Linked DNA regions of Mus musculus: regions 2, 3 and 4 are each linked to region 1. A link is a contact called in public Hi-C and promoter capture Hi-C data. All regions are on one chromosome and are shown on one strand. The core of a region is the stretch at or near the end of the contact, and the rest is flanking DNA. Distances in the headings are between cores, read along the strand shown. Region 1 overlaps Gm46979 (a long non-coding RNA gene). Region 2 has its middle 18 kb from the start of Cmas. Region 3 holds the start of Abcc9 (ATP-binding cassette, sub-family C (CFTR/MRP), member 9). Region 4 overlaps Abcc9 (ATP-binding cassette, sub-family C (CFTR/MRP), member 9).

Region 1 (3,057 bases), core at 175-2,674:
TGCATGAGGCCCAGAAACCTGGACAACCCCTTTCGCTGCATCATATTCGTGCTTGATGTGTGAATGTATAATAACACCAAGGGCAAAGGAAACAATTGTTCTTTTGTTCTGTTTAGAGTCAGGGTCTCACTATGTTTGTTTATAAGGCTACTGTAGCACTTGCAACATAGCCTAGTCTGGTCCTGAGGCTACTGTAGCACTTGCAACATAGCCTAGTCTGGTCCTGAGATCACAGTCTCCTGCCTCGGCCTCCTGAGCGCTCAGATTATAGACATTTGCCACTCTGCCGTGTTCTATTTTTAAACAAACAATTTAAAGTAAATATCTATCTATATATGTATCTATCTACCATCTATTCTATATATATGTTTACACATGTATATACACACATATATATGTTTACATGGGTATATACACATATATTTACATATGTATATATGCATATATTTACATATGCATATATATATATATATAAACACATATGTATACAAAAAAGTTTTTTTTAACTTTCTTGTTTGCTTACTTATTCTTGATTTTCGCCACAGTATTCACTACAGAGCCTTGCTGACCTGGCGCTTGCTGTATTTTACAGGTAAAGAGAATGCAAGGCATAGAAGACCCAAGTTACTTAGGGACGTGACAGCTAAGTTACTGACAGAGCTGGAGTTGAGCACAAGCCCACCCTCTCCAGCACCAGGCGCTTAGACAGTTTGCTTTACTCCTGACAGGAGAGGGGCTGGCATTAGACTGGGGCTGAGAGTGATTAAGCATTCTCCAAGTGAACAATTGGAACGTTCTCCCTAACAGTATAAAAACACAACAGCACAGTGCAGAGGGCAGAGGGGGAGTGAGACGTGACCAATAAACAACTTAACCAACACGCACACTTTTGTATTATGTCTTGAAATTTCATGGAGATGTTTTGAGTGATTGAAGACATAACCTCTTAATGTCTGTCTTCCCTTTGATGCTAAATATGGGTATGGAAGCAAAGAGATAATTTTTTCCTGTGTCATCAGTTACCAATAAAATAAACAAGACCCAACAACAAACAAGCAAGCCAACAATGAATGGGATTTCAAACAGAAGATTTTAGGAAGCAGTGGTAAGGGGCCACTGTGAGAGAGCTGGCCAGCACTGACCCTGGCCACAAGACTCACAGACTGTGTGTATGTGGTCACAAGCATAGCTGAGCCTGAGGACATCTGCATAACTCAACTAGGAAAGCTATGTTACCACTATTTAAAACCCTGGTACAAACAGGTTCAAAGGTCATGAGCAAGATGCACAGGACATTTCAGAGTCCAAAGAGCCAGCTAGTCCACTTGATTCCATGAAATGAAAGGTTTCACTCTGAAGGCCTGGCTGATTATGTTCTCTGTCTTAGCTTTTGTTTCAGGAAAGAGAGCAAGAGGCATGGAGGAGGTCTCCCTGGGTTGTGTTTCATAACACCTGAGGGACACAAAGTCCTTTCTCTAGGCTGTGGTGTGTATTCCCCTGAGCCAGTGCATAAACACACAACACTGGCAGCCTTCCAGGGAAAATAAAAATTATCACGCCAGAAGAAATTTGATGTTCCAGAGCCTCCAAAGCCACAGAGATGAAAACACTACCTATTGTGTGTTCTGTAGTGTGAGTTCTAGGCAACATGAAAGGCAGGAAACCAAGGTAGAATGCTCTTGTGAGTGGAACATAAATTGACTATAAAGTATCTGACTGCTTACTCTAAGTGTGCATTTTCTGCCAACTGTAAACATGATTATGATTAAGCCACACAGTTCTCTTCAACCGGATAGAGACACAGACAGGTTACCAGCTGAGGATTGCTTCCAGGCCCGGGACTATCAGGAGTGAGCGATCTGACCTTTGTGGATTTAGGCTTCCTAGATTTGACTGTGATGTGGGATGGATAATTGCTGAAGGACCTTTAATCTGTAAATCTATTTATCTCATTGATGACTTTAACTTTTCTCTCTCTCCGCTGTGATAAAACACCCGAGCAAAGTAAGCAAAGGAAGGAAGTAGCTTTGATTTACAGATCGGGGGCTCTGGGAGCTGGGAGGGACCTCAGCCAACCACTCCTGTATGCAGAGAGAGAGAGAGAGAGAGAGAGAGAGAGAGAGAGACAGACAGAGACAGAGAGAGACAGAGAGAGAGACAGAGACAGAGAGAGAGAGAGAGAGAGAGAGAGAGAGAGACAGACAGACACAGAGGGCACCCAAGACCCCAGCCCATGCAATAGTGGAATTCACATTTAGGGTAGGACTTCTCAGTTAATTCCAACTAGAAATACCCTTAGTGGTATGCCTAGAATTTGTCTCCTGGGTAATTCTAGATACTGCCAAGTTGGCAATCAGTATCAACTATCCAGTGATATAAATCAGGGTTAGAAGATGAGCTTTTATAAACACACAGTTAATGCTTTAATGATAATAATGGCCAGCATCCATTGGACCAGGAACTTTTCCCACAATACTTTGGAATTTATATGTACAACTAGGTTAAATTTCCCCAGTAGTTCCATGAAATAAGAATGAGTCTCATTCTAATTTTAAAGTTGAGATGACATTAAATTTAATTTAATTTAAAAGAAAAATATTTTTAAGCTAGTGGCCAAACTTCATAGCTAGCTGGGGTTCAAATGCAGGCACTCTATCTCATAGTGCACACATATAAGAATTCTTCAATCCAGCTACTGCAGATTTCAATAGTCATCGTGATCCAGAGAGGACCCAGCCCTGACCATCATAACTATTGCTTGTATGCAGCATAGCCTACCATTCCAGCCAAGCTCTGGCTGAGGCAGAAAGAAATTTTGAAGTAGGTCAATTATTCTGAGGCTTCAGAGCTGCTCTCGTGTGCATAGGCATGTGAGTTTACAAGTGCATGTGCACACGTGTATGTGCAAGGCTGACATTAGTGCATGTGCACACATGTATGTGCAAGGCTGACATGAACACTGAGTGTATTACTTGACCACACTCCAACTTATATAATGACGTATGTGCTCTCCTCTTGCTGAACCCAGAACTTGTCATCTTGACTAATCTGCTTAGC
Region 2 (3,057 bases), core at 395-2,894, 210 kb before region 1:
CCTTAAGTTTCCACTTCACCTAAAGACAACAGTTGTATGCATTCTTACAGAAGGAAAGCCTTTAAAGTGAGCAGGAAAACCGATAATGGTCTAACAACAGCAAAGGCCTGATTATCTTAAGGAGTTGACTCACAGAATTAAAATGTTACAGGAATATGCTGCGTGATACATATTTGTGAAATTTTATATCTTCATATTACTGACTTCCATTCTCACGCTGTCTTTGGAAAATTTATCGCAGGCCTCACTGCAAATGTTCCAGAAGTTGTCAGTTTTTCTTTATGAAACTCGCTTCCTTGGCTTTTCTTTATGAAACTCGCCCCACACACCTTCTGCTAGTTCACACTTAATCTTCAGACCAGGGTAACAGGGAAGCCACGGCTCCATCTAGGCATCGCGACCACTACGTGCGCAAATAAATGAGGAGGCCACATCCCTCCTCATTTGGAAGGATTTCGGGGGGTCACTCTTCCGCCAACATCTTGTAACTTAAATAGGAGGGGGAATAGTTAATGTGGTACTAATAAAGTCAAAGCGTCTTGATTATATCACAACATTAGAAGACCTACACAATTCCAGGTTATTGTCCAATAACTGCTCACATGTCTTAGCTAGTGTTTATCACTACCTTCCTATATCACTCAATTTATAGTCTTTTTTTTTTTCTTCTCTACTAGGCACCTCAGTATAGGATAGGATGACCCAAGCATTGACTCCTGAAGGATTTGTCTGAATCTTGTGGTTTTTTTCCCCATTGACCTTAACATCAAGGCACTGAAATGCTCCCATAGATCGTCTGCATTCTAGAGAGACTCTGATTTTATTGTGGCGTAGTTGCTTAGTTTCCCTTTGAGAAACAGGACCAGGCACAAAAGCTGACACCATACTTCAGTCTTTGCCTGAGGAGTGCAGCGTGGAGAGGTGACAATCAGTGGAGTCATTGTTGTGTCTCTGGCTGAGAGCATTCTTTCCTCTGAAACTGTGACCTCCTATGTCAGCTTCTGTGGCATGTTAATTATGGCAGCCAAAAGGGGGCTTCTGGTTGCCAGACATCAATACTTTGACATTTGGACCTTGGTAGTCAACCTCAGGAGGAGGAAGTGGCCATATAAGGGACTACACCTTGGTGGATCGCATAGGGCATGTAATCTGTGGTTTAGCCAGGGGGGCAGAGAGAAAGGCAAAACCTGTTGGTGGGCACCAAGCTTGCTATGCTCTGTCCTGCCAGAGCCCTTTGACCCCTCTTGCATGTTTCATGGTTTTGGTGTCACACTAACCTTGGCAGTTCTCCAGGAATGCAGCCTTGACTCAGGTCGCCATTGCTCTTAAATGAAAGGGGCTCTGGCGGGCACGTTTGGCTTTTCCCACCACCAGCGTTCCAATGTCATGGATCAAGGAATGCTTGTTGACATTACACCTACTGCTAAGAGTGCTAAATCCGACTATATGTTCTGGAACTGTGAAAATCACACAAGTTCTGTTCAGGGATCTGTGGTATGGACATAGAGTGGTCCCTGGCCTCTATAAGCCTCTACTCTAGTGAGCAGCACTTATGGTCACCTACAGCCATTGTCATTTCATACGCAGCCTCTGGAAGTCTCCCATAGCTCTGAGCAATTGATTTTGTCTTGTGTAAAGATACCCTGGTTAGAAGCTAGAGATCCCTCTAGGGAAAGGCTGGGAGAAATATTAACCACACAAAATGTTTGACTGAGAACAAAGGTTTTCGGTCTCATTCCAAAGTTTTTGATTTTGTAAACTGGCACAAATGTAGGAATTGGGCAAAAGGCTGTGACAAAAGGCTTTTGTGTGTGTGTGTGTGTGTGTGTGTGTGTGTGTGTGTGTGTGTGTGTGTGATTTGAATTAGAGGTTCATTGGCTTGATGTGGAAGTTTCTTTTGTCATGTATGGGGTGAGAATTGAGCCTGACTTGTCTACCTTAATCCTAGACTCACTATGATTAACTAGCTAAGGCCTTAGCTTCACATAAGCCAGTCCTTCAGGCACCTGGCCTAGCATCATGATGAACTCTGCTAAGATGAGATAATTTTAAGAATATTTATTTTATGTTAAATTATGTGTTCATGAAGGCAGGTGCCTGCAGAAGGCAGAAGAAAGCATTGGATCTCTTCAAGCTGGAGTTATAGGCAGTTGTGAGCCACCCACCATGGGTTCTGGGGACATAACTTGGGTGCTCTGCAAGGGCAGCTGGTGCTCTTAACCGCTGAGCCATCACTCCGGTCCCCTACATGAAATAATTCCTGACACACAGAAAGGACCTTGATCCTCAGTTGCCTTTCACTTCGGTTGAAAAATATTTGTGCTGAAGATAGACCTGGATTCAAACCCCATTCTGTGGCTCTCCTAGCTGAGTAATTTGAGATGTCAAAGTTAACAAAGCTTAATGGAAGTCACAAGTGGCCAGCAGATAGTGTGCCCTTAGAGTCTGGTGACTGCAGTTGAGCTCATTGCTATTGTCATTGTGATTGTCACTGCCGTCCAGCATGCTGTGTGCAGTTGGGAGCTGCAGTGAGAAGCTCAGCAGAATGAAAGCGTATCTGGCACTTTGGGTCCCTCCTTGATAACGTGCATGGCTGGAAGGCTGGGAAGTCCACGCTGAAGGAGGGAGAGAGAGTGGGAGGGAGGGGAGGAATCTCCTGTGCTCTGGACTCTTTCCCTTCAGGGCTGGCTAGAGCCAGCTCACAAGAGTTGACTAGTAAATTTCTCAGAATGTTTTAAGGTCAAATTAAACGTAATTTTTTGTATATATAAATAACAAGTCATATGGATTTATAATTAAATAAATTGTACTGGGAATTCATTCTCAAAGTATGCTTTTTGGATCAGTTTTACTTAGTTTTCTTAGTCAATGGGATGAGACCCCACCGAGCCCTACACAACTCTCCTTGTTGAGCACCTTCAATCTTTACGTTTTGCCAGATCTGCTTTATGTAAATCTGCTATTACATCGCTAGCATTCCACATGGCTTTTAGTCCTCTAGCCTTATTAACTCGAATTCTTCCTCCACTGAATTGTGCTCTAAATTTATATTTATGA
Region 3 (3,057 bases), core at 148-2,647, 170 kb before region 1:
GGGCATGCTGTGCTGGGGTCAGCTTCTGAGCAGCAACTTCTGGAGGCCAGGAGGCCATGGGGTGCTGAGTTCAACTTTAGGGACAGCATGAGGAACCTCGAAGGCACCAGCCCGCCAGGCTGACGAGCCTTTATCTGATCAGGACGGTTGCTACGAACACTGATTACTGCAAAGGACTCAAAACTGGCCCTTGGGAATCTCGAGAGTTTATTCAAGAGTTACTGAGGCCAAAAATTACCCAGTGTGATCATGGCTCATATCTGTAATCGTAACAATCTAGAAGCTGAGCCAGGAGGATTACTGCGAGTTTGAGTCCAAGCCAGGGTGTCTAACCTTCACCCCCTCAAAAAAAATTTTTTTTTAATTTAAAATTCACCCCTTACCACCAGAGGAAAAGTTATTGTGGAGTGTCACATATACATGCATATCTATATCAAAAGCGGGTGTGTGTGTGTGTGTGTGTGTGTGTGTGTGTGTGTGTGTGTGTGTGTGTGTGTGTGTGTAGCTGGCTTCTAACCTGCTATGTGTCTGCTTCTTGCTTTGAACTCCCTGCATCTTTCCCCCAAATGATGGCATTTCAGAAGAACACCAACCACAGTCTGCCTTCAATAGATATTGTTTTAAGCAAGTTTTGTTATTTTAAGAGTTAATTATATCTGTTTGTGAAAGCGATGAAACAAATGAACAAATAAAAAATACTGTTGATGCTGAAACTTGAAATCAAACTCAAATTTTGGAGTGCTCAGACAAGTGCCATTGGTCCATTAGTCTGGACCAGCAGGCAAATTCCCCGGGTCACTGAAAGATTCTGCCCTGTGCCTGCCCATCCAAGTGAGACAAGCATGCCTGGTGGCAGTTTGTTTTGCCTAGAATGAACTATTCAGTTCTCAGTCCTGCTGGGGGCGAAGCTGGGCGAATGGATGGCACTTTTAAATCATTTTTTGGTGGCTAAAGCTAAGGCTGCCTGCAGAGCTGATACTTTCCATGTTTTCATATCTGATAAGCCTCCTCTTTGAGGGTCTGGGGGTCGGTTTTTGCAAGTTCCGCTTTCTGGTGGAGTCTTGGGGGATCCACATATGGCGTGAGTTTGGCACATCTTCACTGCGCTCACCCGTAGGAGCAGCTCCGGAGGAGTGGGGAGTGGTGTGGAGGGTCTGGGGGAGGGTGGTCCTGAATGGGAATGGCCGGAGTGATGGAGGGTCCCAGGTAGGGATGATCCGGGCAAGGAGGGTGGGGGTGAAGAGGGTCCTGGATGGGGAGGGTCCCCGCCTCAGGCGTCTGGGGTGCCTGCAGTTTCCTGCCAGGGCGCGGCAGTGTCCGCCCCAGGCCACAGCGCAGCGCAGCGGAGGAGAAACGCGATAGGAGGCAGCAGCTGGCCTCCCACCACCCTAAAAATAATCCACTCGCCGGCTGCTGACCCGGGAGGAAAACTTGTCGTCCCATGGAGTGCGTGAGCTCCTCGGCTTGCTACAGAGAGATCCCCAACCACTCTGAGGAGTCACTGGCTGTAAGCTGTTGATTTTGATCTAGTATTCCGTCAGTAAAGGCATTCGCTATTTCTAGGATTCAGGGGACTTGCTGGCGAGAAGGTGGGATCAGGTTTCCAAAGTTTGACTTACACAATCCTGCCGGCTGGAGCCGAAACCGGCTGGAAACAGGGAAAGATGTCACTGATATATATATAGAGAGAGACTTTGTTAGCCATTCCCCTTTACAATTCACGCAGCAGCTTTTTCTCTACTAAATTTGTTACTCTTTGCTCTTTAGGAGAAATTTACATCTTCAGACGGTGGGCAGGCTGTTGGTAGCTCAAGTGCACCAGTAGGGGGACTAAGCCCTGGAGCCAAAGCCAAGGTATATTTATTTATTTATTTATTTATTTATTTATTTATTTATTTATTGTTTGCTTGTTTGCTCCGCGTTGGTTACAGTGTCTAAAAACAATCTTATCTGCGCAGGGGTCCCCAGCATTGTCTTTCTTGTGTCACAGAACGTCATAGCCCCTGGAGGGTAAACGCATGGACTAAGACTCGATAATGGATCAAGTCCGTGGTCATTTTCTTGCTAGGAAATTTCCTACTTGGATCTGTATAGAACCAGCCAGACAGCTAGTTAGACAGCCAGACACATCTACGCATTTTGTGAGGTCTCCACTGAGCAAGTTCAGTGAAACGATTGCAGCATTTGCTTTGGCGGAGGGTGGACATCCTGGGCACGTCGTGGGTGGGTCGTCGCTGCCTTAGGTGCCTTTCAGAGGTGAGCTTCTCATTCAGGATGCTTTGCCTAAGCGCTCAGTAGCTCAGGGGTGAGTTGTTCCACATGCAAGAAGGAAAGCTATCCCGTGCATGTTTGCTTTAGATGTGTCCAGAGCCCGAGCTTGGCTGACACTGTCAATGGGGTCACAACTGACAGTCGCTGCCGGGTGAGCAGGGAGGTGGCTGCTTCTCACTCAGTCTTAAGTGGCTGGCAAAAGTAACTAGCGTTTAGTTCCTGATATCTTTTAATATCTTAGCAGTTTTTGGAATTACTTCAGTTAACCTTTGTTCCTCTGTAGAAGTATCAGAAGAGTTGATAGATACATTACTAGAGTTTTGAACGGATACCATGTTTTATGCATACCAGGGGCTGGGGAACGTCTCACAGTGCAGGGCCAGGGCCAAGCACGCTGCTGTTGCTATTCTCCGCAGGAAACAAGAGGACTCCTCTTCCCTCTGTGTTCTGTCCTGCAGGCTACCCCACAGCCAAAGTCTCACTTTTGATCTGTTTTGAAGTTGGCTCCTTCCAAGTCCCCATCCCCAACGACTCTTGTAAGCACTTGACCGCCTTCCAGAGGGATTATGCTCGTGGGGAGAAGATGGGCTGCTTTCCCCTATGGTCCCTTTCCTCCTTGTTGCTGTCACTTTCGTGCACAAACTGAGCCTAAACAGATACAGGGGGAGGGGCACCAGCAATGGATGGCAGGTGACAGTCTGACCCTCAAGAGCATCAGTGTATGGCCTTCCTCAAGTGCTTACAACAGCCTGAGCTCTGGAAGGGAACCACAGACCAGACGCTGTT
Region 4 (3,057 bases), core at 365-2,864, 140 kb before region 1:
AAAGGTTCATCATGAAGATGGTAATGGTGCTTTCTTTTGATGTGACACAGGTCAAAGCTTGCACGTATATTTAATATATTATCAATGTTACCATGATGTTTCCCACTGCAGCTGAACCAGTCTACAGGTGTACCAGCAGTAATGGGAGATTCCCAAACCAACAGAATAGGGTGCTTGGATTGTAGTTTAATCTGCCGGAAAAAAAAATTCTAGCTCATAGTCACTGAAAAAAGAAAGACTTGAAAACTGTTCATTTTCTCTTTTAAATATGCTTACAGCCAGGGTAGACTGCCTCGGTTATCATTTGCCGTGACGCGTGGCTACCAGAGCATGTGTTATGTGATGGTAACCATTTCCCATTTCTTCCCTTTGTACCATAGACACAAATATGTTGACAAGCCACACTGTGCTATCTGTGCCACCATCTGCTGTCCTAGACCATCTTATAAACAAGGCAATCTCGAAGTTGTATTTCATTCTCACTTAGCCATCTTGATATAGCTTATAGAATCCCAGCATGTGCTGCAGACAGCCTTTGCCACATTTGTATATGAGTTTTGAAAGAAATATCTATATGCCGTGACATCGAAGAAAACTTGAACACTTAAGGGTGCACTCTGCCATCGACAGCAATGTAGAACACTTCAAAATAATAATTTCCACAAGGCTCATGCGTTACTGAGAAACCTAGAGTTTTATGCTCAATACCTTGATTGTAGGCAGCAGTTTCTATGAACTTTTCAGTGACTAAATGCTTGATACCTCACTACGCAGGTGACTCTATCCTGGAAAGGGCCAAGTGGGGGGGGGATGGTATCCTAACAGAGCGTCAGTCCTCTTCTCTGAACCAGGCTTTCAGTAATTGTTCATAAGCTCTTGGACTTTAGAGTTCAGACCCTCTGGCCTCAGCTACCTTCCTTTTCGCTCTCATTGTTCTGTCTTAGCGATGGCTTGCATAGATCACTGACTGAAGTCCCGAAGTCATGCTTCCAAATTAGGCCACACTCTGGCAGGGAAGCTGCTTCAGACGATAAAATTGATAAATGGCCAGAGTCTTCTATTTTGGTCCTTATTTTCATTTTCTCTATTTAATGGGCACCCCTTCCAGGGTTGCAGTCTTAATTAATTGAAACTTGACTTTGCGCTAGAAGTTGAAGTAGAAAGCAGCCTATAACTTACAACATACCATGGCTCTGGAAGAAGGAGCTTGCCAAACATTAAAAGGACTTTGAGAGTTGATTTGAGAAAGATAAAAGGGCTCTTCTTCAAACCCACAGTATACAATCCTGGTAATAAATCCTAGTGAGGTGGAAGGTGGATATTACCCTCTGTGAGTTTATCATAGCCCTCCCACTCTATCCCTCTTGGGGAAAAGGCATTTGCCAGGCTGATAAAGCCCAGCATACTTTAGGGCCCCAGGCCAGCTTGAGGCCAAACAGAATGTGCTTCTAAAAGCTCTCTTCTCTAAAATAACGTTCTGGGTTGATTTGCAGGTCCTACAGAGGTGGTGGGTCAACAGAAGTGGCCAGATATTTTTCCCACTGGGTACTAGTTCTGGGAACCCAAACAAGCGTTTTCCCAGTGTGGACTGGCCTCTGCATTTGCTTCAGTGCCTGGGAACCCGTGACTAGTCTCAAATGCCAGTTGGCCAGCAGTGAGCTGAGCTGCCTGTTTATAATTGGAGACTAAGACTTCAGTCAGCTGATTTTGAAATATCTCTTCAGGGCTCTTAGAAGTTATACACTCTTTACTGGGCTCGTAAGCGCATTCAGAAGTGTGGTGTGTTAGAATGGGCTGAAGCAAACTCATAGCTCTGTTCTGTGTGCATGAGGAAGCTTGGAAGCTCTTCGCCTGAGGAAACTCAGTGCCATGAGGAGTTCCCTGCTCCAGGTCAAGCCCTAGGCTTTCTTTTCAAACAGTTCAGATCAGTAGCCAGGTGCCCTTGTCACAGTCACAGAGTGGAACATGTGCACACAGACACATGCCACGCACCTGTTGTTATGTTTATAACAAACTGGGACAAAGAGGCAAATTTTATTTGGCACAGGATGTCTTGGCACAGCCTCAACCCACCCACACTGTGAGTTTTAGGGCAAAGTGCCACAAAACAGACTAAAGAGAAGTCACTTGTCACTTAAAACCTGACTGCAGTTCCAGGGAATCCAAACACCTTCTTCTGGCCTCTGCAGGTACCAGGCATACAGGTGGTACACGGAAGTACATACAGGCAAAACACCCATACACATAAAATTAAAATAAAAAAATAAAATTCTTATAAAAAAGAACAGGGAGGGTGATATATCCTCGGAGTCCCAGCACTTGGGAGGTAGAGGCAGGAAGACCAGGAGTTCAGGGTTCCCCTCTGCTACATACTGAAGTTAGGCCATCTTGGGTTACCCGAGATCCTGCCCTAAAAACAAAAACTAGTCGAATAAGAGTGTTTTTTCCCATAATGCTAAAGTTACTTTACTTCCATAGAAATAATTTATGTGTTTTCCCTTCTGGAGTAGAATATGTAGTATTCCTTGTAGGCATTTGGTATTTGGTGTGTAATGCAGTAACTATGTCCAAAGATGTTATTTGCCAGAGGAGAAAATTGTTATTAAAGAAATCTCTCATTTCCAAGTAGCAACAACAACACCAAGAACAATTTTGTCTTTCCTCTCATGTGCCTCTCGGAGCTGTTTCTGCTTGGCAAGTCTCCCATATCACCATCTGTAAAAGAAATAGTTATTGATAGCTATTATCAGGCATGCTTATACCTTGGCCAGGTCTCTGTATTACAAATGACAAGGCTTCATAACCACTATCAAAAACTATGCAACTATCAGTCACACAATTGGTTATTCTGCATTAATGTAACACCTGTCCAAGGGTTTCAAGTCCTATTTGAGGGGTTGAAGGGATGAGTCAGTGGTTAAGGCCACACAGTGATCTTCTAGAGGACTCAAGTTAAGTTCCCAGAACCCATGTCAGAAGGCTCGCCATTTCTAGTTAGTCCAGCTACAGGGAATCTGATACTCTCTTCTATTCTCCCTGCATTCACATACACGCAAC

What was found. Promoter capture Hi-C pulls out the DNA fragments that hold promoters and counts their contacts. Hi-C and Micro-C count contacts between places; a contact is called where the count stands out from the background.
Region 2: a Hi-C map of liver shows a contact between it and region 1, with 7 times the contacts expected there. The contact joins two enhancer-like sites. A contact is called at or near these places in 15 of 39 promoter capture datasets (the 3T3-L1 cell line, 3T3-L1-derived adipocytes, the C10 cell line and 8 more), 10 of 15 datasets of contacts at CTCF or cohesin (CD8 T cells, the NIH/3T3 cell line, embryonic stem cells and 4 more), 353 of 484 Hi-C or Micro-C datasets (the 3T3-L1 cell line, 3T3-L1-derived adipocytes, the 4T1 cell line and 164 more), 61 of 115 datasets of contacts at active chromatin or transcription factors (CD4 T cells, CD4 single positive thymocytes, CD8 T cells and 40 more) and 3 of 9 other capture datasets (embryonic stem cells, embryonic tail and embryonic trunk).
Region 3: a promoter capture Hi-C map of liver shows a contact between it and region 1. The contact joins the promoter of Abcc9 here to the enhancer-like site in region 1. A contact is called at or near these places in 12 of 39 promoter capture datasets (the C10 cell line, the HPC-7 cell line, cranial neural crest and 6 more), 6 of 484 Hi-C or Micro-C datasets (bone marrow-derived macrophages, colorectal tumor organoids, embryonic fibroblasts and 3 more), 11 of 115 datasets of contacts at active chromatin or transcription factors (craniofacial prominence, embryonic forebrain, embryonic hindbrain and 7 more) and 3 of 9 other capture datasets (adipose tissue, liver and pancreatic islet).
Region 4: a Hi-C map of liver shows a contact between it and region 1, with 5 times the contacts expected there. The contact joins two enhancer-like sites. A contact is called at or near these places in 1 of 39 promoter capture datasets (embryonic stem cells), 60 of 484 Hi-C or Micro-C datasets (B cells, CD4 T cells, CD8 T cells and 25 more) and 3 of 115 datasets of contacts at active chromatin or transcription factors (embryonic stem cells and kidney).

The regions. Positions count from the first base shown.
Region 1 is chr6:142,526,623-142,529,679 of GRCm38.p6, reverse strand. The region is part of intron 3 of Gm46979 (a long non-coding RNA gene); the gene reads right to left. Among named protein-coding and RNA genes, the nearest start is that of Gm46979, 7.0 kb to the right of the region's middle. Within about 2 kb of position 1,424, at least 9 of the 459 cell types and tissues checked have an H3K27ac peak or open chromatin away from gene starts, as enhancers often do. A contact at or near this core is called in hepatocytes, kidney and liver, where this site is marked.
Region 2 is chr6:142,737,043-142,740,099 of GRCm38.p6, reverse strand. No RefSeq gene overlaps it. Among named protein-coding and RNA genes, the nearest start is that of Cmas, 18 kb to the left of the region's middle. Within about 2 kb of position 1,644, at least 3 of the 459 cell types and tissues checked have an H3K27ac peak or open chromatin away from gene starts, as enhancers often do. A contact at or near this core is called in hepatocytes and liver, where this site is marked.
Region 3 is chr6:142,700,614-142,703,670 of GRCm38.p6, reverse strand. Abcc9 (ATP-binding cassette, sub-family C (CFTR/MRP), member 9) reads left to right here and starts at 1,397. Exons shown (of 40, transcript NM_011511.2): 1 at 1,397-1,507; 2 at 1,768-1,854.
Region 4 is chr6:142,666,863-142,669,919 of GRCm38.p6, reverse strand. All of the region lies in intron 14 of Abcc9 (ATP-binding cassette, sub-family C (CFTR/MRP), member 9), which reads left to right. Among named protein-coding and RNA genes, the nearest start is that of Abcc9, 34 kb to the left of the region's middle. Within about 2 kb of position 1,614, at least 23 of the 459 cell types and tissues checked have an H3K27ac peak or open chromatin away from gene starts, as enhancers often do. A contact at or near this core is called in liver, where this site is marked.